Regions from separate parts of the Rattus norvegicus genome. Here region 1 is linked to region 2. The links are chromatin contacts, called in public Hi-C maps. All regions are on one chromosome and are shown on one strand. The core of a region is the stretch at or near the end of the contact, and the rest is flanking DNA. Distances in the headings are between cores, read along the strand shown.

Region 1 (6,618 bases), core at 3,610-6,109, 120 kb before region 2:
ATGCCCCCTTTAAATACATAGAGGAAAGCTGGCCTCAAATAACCCCACATATCCCATTTCTGAAGGGGGCTCCTGTCCGTCCCACATGCAGAGTTTTCTCATTGTCTGCTGTATCAAAGTCCCTCTAGTGCTAAATGGCACAAGTGACTTGAAGACAAAGGACCAGCCTGTGGACACGGGCTGCCATTCTCTACTGTGACGTGTGCACTATTGGTATGCTCCCATTCAAATCTACAGATTAGTGTGTGTGTGTAAGTGCACACCAGAGCCAATGGTGCATTGGGTGTGTAAATTTAGGATGAGAATAGCAAGGGAACTCACAAGCAACTGTAAAACCCTGGTGGGATAAGTCACTAAATCAGGGGACCTGTTACCTGGGAATATTTTAGATGTGAGTTTTTGTTTTTCTCATTTCTGCCCAAAGCAACTGTTTGGTTTTTTTTTTTTTTCCCTAACCTTTGAGGTACACCACCCTCTGTTGTCAGAGTTTTTGATGGACGGTATTTGGTGTCTGTGCTGAAAATAGAACTGGAGAGGAGGAACAAACTTCAGCCTTTCTAACGTATATGATGTCTCAATGAATGGGACATTAATCTAGCCAACGTGGTGAGCACGCCACCATGGTTATAGCGGGACAAGCATTTTTTCCCTTTCTAAAACCATAATGAACAGATAATAATCAAATATTCCATATGCATGAAACCATAGCATCATATGTATTATTACTAAGCATAGCATAAGTGGTATAAAAATTCTCTGGCCTTGGAAATGAATCAGTCGGTAAAGTGCTTGTAGTTTGAAGCATAAGGACAGAGTTAGGGTTTCTCAGCATTCCTGTGGTGACTAGGCTTGGAGGTTTGTGCTTGTAACCTTAGCTCTGAGGGTCAGAGACAGGTAGGTCCTGGAGCCTTACTGACCAGTCGGCCTAGCCAAAGGGTGAGACCTAGGTTCAATGAATGACCGTGGGTCAATAATGAATAATGTGGAGAGTGACCTAGAAAGACACTAAATACCAACTCTATCCTCTACCCATACATGCACATAAATGAAGCCCATAAACACACACGTTCTAAAATTATTCATGTAAGAGAAGCAATTTTGCTAACAATAAAATATTTTTAAAACATCTACCCATGTCACACAAATGCGGCAAAGCAAACAAACAAAACAAACAAATAAAACAACATATGAAAGAGATTTCCTGGTGACTGAACTTCGGAATAACAGGTCAGAAAGTCTGAACACAACCTTTTAAACTAAATATAAGACATACTTCGTAATTTTTTTTAATGCATTGGATAACTTGATTCGGGCTATCTCATTTCCGGTGGGATATTAACTTTTTTTTTTTTTTTTTTTGGATTAAAGGGAGAAAGACACTTTGTCTACTCACAGCTCCCACGTGCATGCCGTGTGGCCAGGGCACAATGCACAATGACTGTAATGTATGGCATTTCATTGTACATAGCACAGTCACCACAGGATTAAAGCAGGCTCAGTGTCTGCATAGCTTCACCTTGCCCACAAATAAGTTAATTTCCACTCATTGTTGGGCAGTCGGCTCTTCTCTTCCCTGAGCAAAATGCAACATCTCACTCTAAATTTATTGGCTTGGCAAAGTTGCAAGTTTCGTTACGCAAAAGCTGAGAAAGACCAAAGTCGAGGAGTGCTAAAAACAGTACACTCTGCTACTGTGTAGTCTCTGTATTTGAGGCTCAGGCTGTTTTATTTATAGCTATCTATTAATATGCAGCCAAAGATACAGAAAAGAAAAACATAAAAACAGCTTTATCAGACAGTTTTCCCCGCATTTCAAGGGTACATCTTAAGCAGGAACAAGAAGGCCAACAGGGAGCTGTTGTGTGACAGGAAAAACCCATCTTCCTTGCCACTCTTCAGGGTGATGGGCTGCAACGAGCGTTCCCCTGGGGACTGTTTTGAAAAGTGGGATGGACTCCGGGAAGGCAGCCCCCACCCCTAGTTATAAAACTTTTGTGCATGTTTATGCCGTTCTTCTGGTCTTTAGCCTCTCTAATAGTAATACCTTAAGTGGAGGTGGGTGGGACCATCGAGCTTGTCAGACTGGTTTGCCGCCTTCCTTTCTCCTCCCCCTGCTACTTGGCAAAATTTTATCTGGTGAAGCTGCCTAGTGTAGCCTAGAGCTTCCCTCTCTGGGCTTGAGTGAGGATTCCTCCTTCCTTTCATGGGAAGAAAAGCGGGGTAGGGGGCTGCTGTAAGGGACAGAGATGGAGAGATGGGTAGAGAGGCAGAGCCTACCCTTAGTCCCAAGCACATAAAAAAGGGACATAGGTGCACAGACATGTACATGATGCATAAACACACAGAGGCCTAGGGAACTCGGGACAAAACATAAAAGGTAGACCTGGAAAGATGGGACCCTCCCGGGGCTACGATCTCGGTTTTTATTTGCGGTTTCCTCTCGCTGAGCTTTAGAAGAAGAGAGTCCGAGTGGATGGCCGCCAGAGTTTACATTTGATTTTCGAGCACATGTTCAGGGTGGTATGGGTAGGCAACAAGAGAATGGGCAGTAGAAAAACATGTTTGCTTCCCTTCTTTCCTTGATGCTGGGGCCACCGGTATCTCCAGAGGTCCCCCAGCTGAAGAATGATGGCCCAGGCTAGACACTGGAGGATGCCTTCGAGAACTGGGTTGGGCATTTCCGGGGCGGAGCTGAGGACAGGTTGGTCCTGATAGTTGCCAGAGTTTGGTCAGATTGGCCAGGAGGTCAGAAAGCGGTGGGGGTGGGGTGTACATTTCCCAGCCACCTTTCCCCTGCCGGTGGGAAGCTTGGACTTTGGGTAGGTGACATCAGCTCTCCTCTCCTCCAGGTCCCCTGAGGAGCTGGGGTGGGATGAGCTGGCTTCCTGTTGGGGCCCAGTTCTAGGGGTAGCTGTCACCTCCTGGCCCCCACCCTCCGGGGTAGGTCTGAGGTAAGCAAAGCAGAGGCAGAAGCTTACCAGTGGCCCTGGGCCTCGGGTGTGGGTGTGGGAGGGTTGCTGGTTCCTGCTTCTCCAATGTCTCCAGCTCTTAGTACAGAGTCTCCTAAGGGACAGAGTTCTCAGTGACCTAAAGCTGCTGCTGTGTTGTCTCCCCTACCGAGATTTCCAGAGAGCTCACTAGGCCTAAGCATGTCCCTGTCCACAGCTTGGGAATCGCTATCAAATCTGCCTTTTGATTGTAGAGTTGAAGAGCTAAATGAATAGTTGCGTGGGGTGGGTCCCTGTGTGGGTCCCGTGTTAGAAGTGAGTCTCTCTTGGCATCTACTCCCAGGGAAAATCGGAGTAGAACAAGAGGGATGAAAGAGGGACCTTTGCGGTGGCATCCTCACATCTTGATTTAGATCCTTTATAGGGAAACCATTGAGTGGATCCCGCGTGTTGTTTCCAGCTTTTGGGCATTCTGGGGGGTCCTCCCTCTTCCTCCCTTGAAAAGTGAAGCTTATTGAAAAAGTCAATGTGCTTTATGTGTGTTTTGCTTTATTCATGAAGACATGTTGTCACTTGTACCTTAATAACCCATGGGCACCCGGGGGAGGGAGCATTTCATGGCAAAATAGACAGGAAACTGTTTGGAAAACGTAAACACGTTATTAAACGGTGAGGTATGATCTGATCCACTTACTCAGTCAGCATAGGCAGTCCTCCCCTCCCCACGCTCTCCCTGTAGCTTCCTAATCAGGCACAGGACACTGGTTCGCCCCAGTGTGCAAGCAAAGTGGGGCGGAGGAGACTGGGAAGTCAGGGAAGGGAATAATGGAATGCCCTGAAGTCACCTCTCCTTTCGTCTGTGAGGCGCCCTTCTCTGCCCGGCCGCGGCTTGTTGCTAATCATTTAGAAGCCAAGGCTTTAATTGTTTTATCTTACTAAAGCACAAGCCCCTGCAGCTCTTCGTCTCCCCCTGGTGTTCGTTCCTGCCATTTCTCAAGATTCTTCCCGATAGCGCGCGCGCGCGCGGGGGGTGGGGGGGGGTGGGGGGTGCAATTCCCAGGGAGAGGCTGGGCACAGGAAATTTTGGAGGGGGGAGAGAGTGGGGGGGTCCTTCTGATCGGCGATACTAGGATGTGCCTGACGAAACCATATTGCTGTTGTTATCATTGTTCCTTAGTTTTCCCTCCTTGCTAGCTCCTGACGGAATCCTTCGCACCTCCGTTGCGAAGAACTTCAGTTTAAAAAAGACTTGGGGGAGTTTGGAAAAGTAAGCTGATCTCCCTAAATAATCTGGTCTTCCTCCCGCCCCCACCCCAAGTAGCAGGGAGTGAAGAACGAAGAGGGGGATCCTCCCCTGGTTTGAATCCAACTAAGAAATCAGAAAGACATAAAAGGAAAATCAAGTGAACAATGATCAGCCCCACCCCCACCCCACCCCCCGCGCGCACAATACAATCTATTTAATTGTACTTCATACTTTTCATTCCAATGGGGTGACTTTTCTTCTGGAGAACCTCTTGATTCTTGAACTCTGGGGCTGGCAGCTAGCAAAAGGGGAAGCGGGCTGCCGCTCGGTGCAGGTTTTGCAGAGGTCTCTGTCCAGTGGGTGTTTTCTTTTTCTTAGCCCTGCCCCTGGATTGTCAGACGGCGGGCGTCTGCCTCTGAAGTTAGCCGTGATTTCCTCTAGAGCCGGGTCTTATCTCCGGCTGCACGTTGCCTGTGGGTGACTAATCACACAATAACATTGTTTAGGGCTGGAATAAAGTCGGAGCTGTTTACCCCCACTCTATAGGGGTTCAATATAAAAAGCCCGGCGGAGAGCTGTCCGAGCCAGACGCGTTCCAGCACTGGCGCTGAGAGCCTGACTGGGTCTGCTCCGCTTGTCCTCGAGCGCTGCCTCCCGGGCTGCCCGCGACGCTTTCGCTCCGGTGAAGGGGCCACTTTTTGAAGACCGCGCTGAGATCTCCAAAAGCCAGAGGCGATCAGAGCAACCAGACACCGTCCTCTTCGTTTTGCATTGAGTTCCATTTGCAACCGAGTTTTCTTTCTTTCTTTTTTTTTTCTTTTTTTCCCTCCTCTTCTTCTGATCCCTTTGCAGAATGGATTATTTTCCCGTGATCTTCTCTCTGCTGTTTGTGGCTTTCCAAGGAGCTCCAGAAACAGGTAGGTGCCACTTGCGAATCTTTCTGCTTCAGCGCAACGCCGTTCTCGCTTCTGTTTTCCACTTTTCTTTTTTCTTTCTGTCCTTTTTTTTTTTTTTTTAAATTACTGAAGCTGGAGCAGCAAGTGCCTTGCAATTACTTCTGTGTGCCAGCGAAAGGAATAAAACTCCTGTTTGAATACAACTGACTACAACCGAGTATCACATAGCTTTAAAATAACGTTGTAGCCGTATCGCTGAGTGGCTACAGCTGAGGCAAGGATATATTTGAAATACGTGTGTTTAGGGTTGCATGGTGCATTTAGGAGCTTATTCAAACGCTGTCTTGATAGTGTGCTAATGTGTAAAATACTAAAACACTCCAGCTTAAAGCCAAGGAATTTTATTCAGGTCATGCAGGCACAACGTGAGCAGTGAAATCACCTGCCGATCAACCGTGCGCTGAGTAACCCCGCAGGCGGTTTCAGGGCGAAGCACATGCTTTCTTTAAAATTTGTCACTATTGACTTAAGGTTTCATTTGGCAGGTTTTTGGCATCCTCAAACAGCCTGAGCTCTATTTCAGTAGTATTCACCTGTCCTGGGAAGGGAGCCGGGATCATTCCTGCCTGATTAAGGAATTAGACAGTATGGGCCGCTTCTGGTTCTTTCTCCTCCCATCCTGTTTTTTTAGGGTCAGTGCCTTCTTTTTGTCTTCACCTGACCCTAAGCAAAGAGAGAGGTTGTCAAAGGGATGAAAATCCTGGAATGTGTCTGATCGTTTGAAATGAACAAAATTGGGAAGAGAAAATGCACGACCAAATGGTCAATTGAAAGAGGCTAGCGATGCTGTGTTGGGCCAGAGGGAGGTGTCAAGTCCCACGCAAGCTGTGCGGCCCCAGGATTCTGAACCCAGAGTACTTCCCTGGCTCCCCTGAGCTGTACCTTCTCTTCCTTGAGTGGCCACTTATCTCCCACCTGCAGTGACTGTTGTAAAGTCAGTTTCTCTTCGGTGTCCAGGCATTTTCTGGAAGTTCTTGCTTTCTGCCTAACATAAAAAGGCACCCATATGCAACCTAGATCATTCTGTGCCCCTACACGAGCTGGAATGGGGTGGGTACCCCTAAGGAGGTTATCCTGAGTTGGGAACGTGGCTCCAAGGCTGCTAGGAATAGACGGTCTGTCTTATTTACTTGTGGCCACCAGCCAGCTTAATCTATGGGAGTTGTGCTAGTCTAAGTCTCAGGTATGGACTTCCTCAAAATTCCATTTTGAAGCGTCTTCAGAAGACTGGAAGAGTCCTTTCCTAGCTGTTTCTCTCTCTCTCTCTCTCTCTCTCTCTCTCTCTCTCTCTGTCTCTCTCTCTCTCTGTCTCTGTCTCTGTCTCTCTCTCTCTCTCTCTCTCTCTCTCTCTCTCTCTCTCTGTGTGTGTGTGTGTGTGTGTGTGTGTGTGTGTGTAATCTCCCTGCAGGTTGGATAAGCCAGCCAGGGTAAGGGTGAAGTCCTGTTAAGCACGGAGAACAAAGAAGTC
Region 2 (6,240 bases), core at 3,532-6,031:
AAATGTGCATCAAGGAATTGAACTTAATACACACTTACCTACAGAGAGCTTCAGCAGAAGTGTGGAAACTATACCCTCACTGAGCCTTGCCTACAGGCATGCTCCTCTTGGTCACAGCTCTAATGGCTGCCAGTCATGGAACGTTCAGAGTCTTCTACGGTGGCTGTTCTCTAAGTGCAGGACATCCACTAGCTGTCCAAGGTAACTGTGACTGAAGAGATCAGCGGGGTGTGGGGAGGGACAGATGATGCTCTTCAGCAAAGCAAAGCTCTCCGTCTAGCCTCTCAGATGGATGTCTTCAAGTTTACGTTAAACTTGAGGTGAATTCCTCCTGGGAGTTAACATTCCTGTTGTGACTCAAACATTAGAAGTTTCTGGTCACACACTATTGAAATAGCATGTATTTTTGTAAACCTTACTTAAGACTTTATAAGCCATAATTCTCCCCATTGCCAAGAAATTAAGTGGTTATCTGTTGATTCCTGCCACTCTCATCAAAGGGGATAATGTGGTGATAAATTTCTGTGTGGTCTTTGTTCATTTTAATACTCACTAAAAAGCTAGAGACCTTAGTTTTGGTGTATGCTTTAATAAGATGAAATATGATACCAGAGTTAAGGAGTGTGATAACTTTCTCTGCTTTAGTTTGGTTTTGTTAAAAAAATTATATGCCTGGGAAATGCTTGCCTCATGATAGAGTCCACAGAAAATGCTAATAATTGTCCCTGGGGAGACTTTCCAGTTGCCAGTCCAAAGAGATATCAGCCCTTTTGTGTAAAATGTGTAAATGCATGTCTAGGCAAAAATTATGAAGCAAATATTGAATTATAATATAGAACCCAAAACAAAAATAACAAGTGAACAACTTCTGCCTACTCTAACCATTAAATGTAACATATAAGAAATCTGAATTGCCATACTTTATCAATTATTTCACCATAAGAGAGATTTCTTCTGCAATTGTAGGTATTTTCCTTTACAGTGTATGGCTTGGTTCTTGTTCGAGAATGGAAAGACATGAAGTCTCTCTGTATTAAGCTTTCCATGTTTCTTTTTGTGACAGAGAGAGATGGTGAGCCTTCTACAAATGAACTTGGTGATCAGTAGAGCACACTAGGAGAACAGGAAGACAAATTCCTTGTGGGATTGCCCTACATCAACCCATTGTAGGATCATGGGAGTCTTGAAGGTGATAGGTCTAGACTGAAGGAAGCCCTTCTGTTTCTCTTGCTTCAGTGCATGCAGTACATTTACATGAGTCTGCTGGCTCCTGCCTTTCATACTATATATTACCCATAGTCCTCAGACAGAGAATAAAGACACTGGTAGCATGAAGAAGGTCTCAACTCTGGGGTCATCCCCAGCCAATTCATCTCACTTCCAATTGTCCATGGGCCTTTCGGGGCTGAAACTCTACCCAGACAATTGGTCCTCAGGCAGCTGAACTGGGCATTTCCTCCTTTCCTTGTGTCTTTACATAGACCCTGACCGAGAAATGCACCTCAATAGGTATGAGGTTAAGGAAACACAAACAAATGTGAGGGGGAAAAACCTGGAAGATAAAAAAAAATGAACCCCAGGGAACTCAGAAAGGGTGTTTGGAGCACAATTCAGACGTGGACAAGCCAGCTCTGTTCTTGCTGATAAGTGGCTTCGAGAAAAACAAATGAATTCATATCTGATAAACCAGTTGATAATACCAAATTCCACTTGGCTTTCTAAAGGGCTTCTGAAAGGCTTTTCATCCGGGAGGAGGGACAGACTGGTCCTGCTGTAAGAAAGCTACAGGAGGTAATATTTAGTGGATGCTGCATGGTGGGATATTTTTAGGTTTAATCGGTTTCACAGGAACTTTATCCAATTCCTTCTTCCTGAAAAATTAAGACATGCCTTCATGTCCCCAAGCTGGTGATTAGAATAGCATTTGATTGAAGTCTGTTTTGAATATCCATGTTCCAATCAGAAGTAAGAATGAGGGTTGGGGGGGGTGAATGAATCCAGGAGAGCTTCCATAATTTTCCAGTGTTTTTAAGGGGATAGCACAGTAGTTGTTCTTCCTAAAATGGTACTTCCCATTATGTTCATATGTATATACTTACACACACACACACACACACACACACACACACACACACACACACACACACACACAAGCTGTTCTTCTGGTAATCACCTTCTGTTACTTAGCAGCATAGTAACATCTGATAAAACATGGAACAAATAGAGACCAGGATAGGGTCCTGAGTGGTATAGTCCTCCAGTTTCTGGAGTAAGCCCCTATGACCACTCCACCTAGATTTAGCACCCACATACACTTTTCTGTTGAAATGTAAATACCCCAATGATTTAGGAGCCACGTGAAGGGTTTATATAAGTAAAAAGGGAAGTTGGCAGGGAAATTTCTGATACTTTTGTGGGAACATAAAGATCTGTTTATATTTAAGAATAGACAATGCATAGGAAAAAGGTAAGTGAATATTCTGTGTGCATTCTCACATGCATGTGTGCACTGCATATGTGTACATGTATGCATTCACTTGCGGGTTAGAGGACAGCATCGGATGTTATTCTTCATGTATCTTCCTTTTCTGTTTGTTTGAGACAGGGTCTCTCCCATTGGCCTAGAACTTTACCAAGTATGTTAAATTAGCTACCCAGGCAAAGCTTTACTAACTGAGCCATCCCCCAGCCCTGAAATTATGGTTTTCTTTTTCTCAAGTGCACCTAGCATAACACATATTTATTTATTCATTTATCATAGATAGCAACCAAGGTGCTGGATAATGTGCACAGGGATTAGCTTGGTGGTTTTCTTCATAAATAGCATGTAGTCATTTGAGGACTAGTGAGAGGTAAAATGGATAATTGATTAATACGATAGAGGGCTGGGAAATGGGAGTGGAGCACTCCAGCAGCATATTGAAGACCAATGGAAAATTAAGCTGATTTCCTTTGCCCTGCATCCAGCCCATCTTCACCAAAAGCCTGACCAACAAATGCTGCTTCACAGCAGTTGGTTATCATTTTTTAGAGTCTCTCTGGAGACTTGCCTTGTCAGTCAAGATATACGAATTTAAGAGTTTATTCATTCTCCAGCTCTGCTCGACTGAATGTAAGTTAATAGTCGTTCTAGAACAGGGCTGGGGTTTTCTTTTTTCTTGGCTGGTACAGGCCGTGCCTTAATTTCTTCTTCTGCTCTCTGTTGCTAGTTCAGGCCATTCTTGGCATCCCGGGGAGCATCCACACTGGGACACAAATGTTGTCTGTTTTTGCAGATCCTCCTCATAGGATTGTGTGACCACGTGCTTTCCTGGGCTTCAGATTCCTTTCCTTTTAAATAATAAATTCAGATAGAGTGACTGCCTTAGAGCTCTACATCCATCAACGCCTTCACCCTTGAGATGTGCCCTTTGCTTTGTTTCTGAGAAATAAGTGTTTGAAGTCAGTAGTGCATTTGCATCATTAGAGGGCAGACTTCCCTTGAAGGAAGGAGAGGTTTGAGAAACTGAAATAGTTGATATGAAGCAGTGGATTCTGTTGGTGATGAGTGAGCTCTAAGGAGTAGACGGAGAGAAGGAGAATGCTGAAGAGGATGAAGGAACTGCTCATTAGCCCCTGAGCAATGGTCCTCTGTTAATCAAACCAATCCATTAATCAAACTCATCAGCCATAGCAGAGGACACAGAACTAGAGATCCCATTAGAGCTCATAGGATTATCTTATTGATAATTGTTATGTGTTAGTTTGGTAGGAATGGCCCCCACAGATTCATGCGTTTGAATGTTTGATCATAGGGAATGGCACTATTATGAAGTGTAGCCTTGTTAGAGTAGGTGTAGCCTTGCTGGAGGGAGTGTGTCACCGTGCAGGAAGGCTTTAAGGTCATATATGCTCATGCCCAGCATAACACCCAGTCTCCTGCTGCTGCCTGTGGATCAAGTTGTAGAATTCTCAGATTCTTCTTCATCGTGTTTGTCTCCACGCTGCCGTGCTTCCTGCCATGATGATAGTGGACCAAACCTCTGAAACTGTAAGTCAGCCCCAATGAAATGTTTTTGTGTTTAAGAGCTGCTGTCATCATGGTGTCTCTTCACGGCACTGAAACCCTAACTAAGATAAATTGTAAGTTGCATTATAAAGTAGCGCAGGGCCAGGAGGCAAAGCTGGCCTGTAAGCCTCAAGACACACCTCACTTAGGGACCCATTTCCTCCTTCTAGATCCCACTTCTCAAAGATTCCTCAAGCTCTAAAAATGCCACCACCAGCTGAAGACCAACTTTTCAAACCCAATTGGAGAAATGTAACAAACTGAACATTGTCTTCGAAGTCAGGTAGACCAGTAGTCAGTTTCCAACCCCTCCATTCCCTATTCTTTCTGGCTTGTTACTCTAGCTTTAAAAGTAAGATAATGTGCCTTCAACACAGTCATCTTAACAGCTAAGACAGCCAGTAATACCAAGTGTTTAGTTCAGTCTCTGTAACACAAGACTCTCTCAATAAATACACAGTAGCTATCATGGTGGAAAAAAAATAATTAAACAGTTTTCTGTTCTCACTAACCTGAAAACCCTGTGTGCAGAACAAGCCACGCGTCATGGCAGACATTATCACTGAATAACTTGCAACTTTATCCTCAGCTACTCAGGAGAGACTGCTATTCTGTGAGAAGAATAATAAATTACCACAGAGAACAAACAGGGAAAGTTGTTCACCTCCAAAAGCTGCCTCTTCAATCTGGCAAGGAGACTGGATCATTTCTGGGCTGTTCTCCAGATAGAAAACTGAGGAACATGGTGTTTCTACTCAGGATGAGTAAGTGAGCTGCTGACTTGGACACAGTCCCTGCCCCAGACCTAGTTCTGCTTCTCATGTTGTTTTGGGTCACAGTCCTGAAGGCTGGTATGAAGTGTCCCCTTTTCCTGCAGTACCTTTCTGTCTCATGTCAGGGGAAGAACATACAGGTTGTACAGTTTCTTGTGAGATGCTCAGTTGTGATTTGTGAATAGCAGCAACTGAAGGAGATAAAATCCATGTGACCTTCATGAATATGGAATGTCCTTCTTGAAGGTCAACTTGAGCCATTTCACATTTTGGGAACTTTGGGACTTTGCAGGGATTGAGGCCAATGTCCATGAATATAATGTGCTACTGGGTATGTTGTTAGATTGTCTAAAACAGATGGTGTGTCGTACAATTTTTAATGAAATTCAGATACTGGAGCTGTGGAAATGGCTCAACTGAGAGGCCCAGAAGCATAAGAAACACAGTTCTGATTCCCAGAACCCATGTTAAGATGTTAAAAGGTTGGACACAGTAGTATAGAGACAGGGAGATCCCTGAACTGCTTTGGTCAGCAAATCTAATTGAACTTTGGTTTCTCAATCTTATAGTAGAGGGTGAATGAGGAAGGCTACTGGACATCAACTTCTGGCTTCCTCATATACACGCATATGCACGCATGTGTACAAACAAATACCCACACTGATAATTGAATATACCAGAAAGGGAGGGAGAGAGACAGAGAAAGAGAGAGACAAAGAGAGAAAGAGACAGAAAGACAAAGACAGCTACACAGAGGAGGGAAAGATCATGTAGATATAAGGCAAGTCCTTCATTTTCCCAGAGGGGAAACACAGCCTGGGGTATTAGATCATCTGCCTCCTTTTGTCACAGGGTTGGTGTATGGTTTAGGACTTGAACTAAGATATTCAGTATCCAAGTCAGGACAAGTCCGGCTGAATTTTTAAAATTTCCCATCAGTGAATATGAGGTAAGGATAGTCCTTAAAAATTCAAAGTCATGACAGGACTGTTGACAGTCTCTTTTTACAAAACAGGCAAGTACTGAGCTTGTCCATATGGCAGACTTTCCAGCAGAGAGAGAAAACGTGCTGGCAGCCCTGAGACACCTTATATTCTCCCTTTTGAAGCCCAGAAAGAATGGCTTTCTGAAGAACATCGGACTGTATGCTTCTAAGGCTCTACAGATGTTCATGACCTTCACCTCAACGAGTTCTCTCCAAGAACTTAGTAATACAACAAAAATCTCAACAAAGGGCAAGATTTATTTGCCAGGATGACATGACATTGTTTTTATAACAACAGGGTCCTGTGCCCAAGAGAATTGTTTAAATAAGTTCTGATATATTTATACCGTGGTTTATTTTATTTAGCAGCCATAAAAATGATGTGGTAAGAAAATAAAGTCCTATAACCTGGGGAAGTGTTCTTGATAGAGTGC

Evidence for each region. A called contact is a pair of places that touch in the nucleus more often than the background predicts.
Region 1: a contact with region 2 is called in a Hi-C map of the A7r5 cell line, with 5 times the contacts expected there. The contact joins the promoter of Edn1 here to the enhancer-like site in region 2. A contact is called at or near these places in 2 of 12 Hi-C or Micro-C datasets (the A7r5 cell line and the Rat2 cell line).

The regions. Positions count from the first base shown.
Region 1 is chr17:22,664,928-22,671,545 of GRCr8, reverse strand. Edn1 (endothelin 1) reads left to right here and starts at 4,859. Exons shown (of 5, transcript NM_012548.2): 1 at 4,859-5,111. The coding sequence starts at 5,048.
Region 2 is chr17:22,544,607-22,550,846 of GRCr8, reverse strand. No RefSeq gene overlaps it. Among named protein-coding and RNA genes, the nearest start is that of Edn1, 120 kb to the left of the region's middle. Within about 2 kb of position 4,781, at least 27 of the 93 cell types and tissues checked have an H3K27ac peak or open chromatin away from gene starts, as enhancers often do.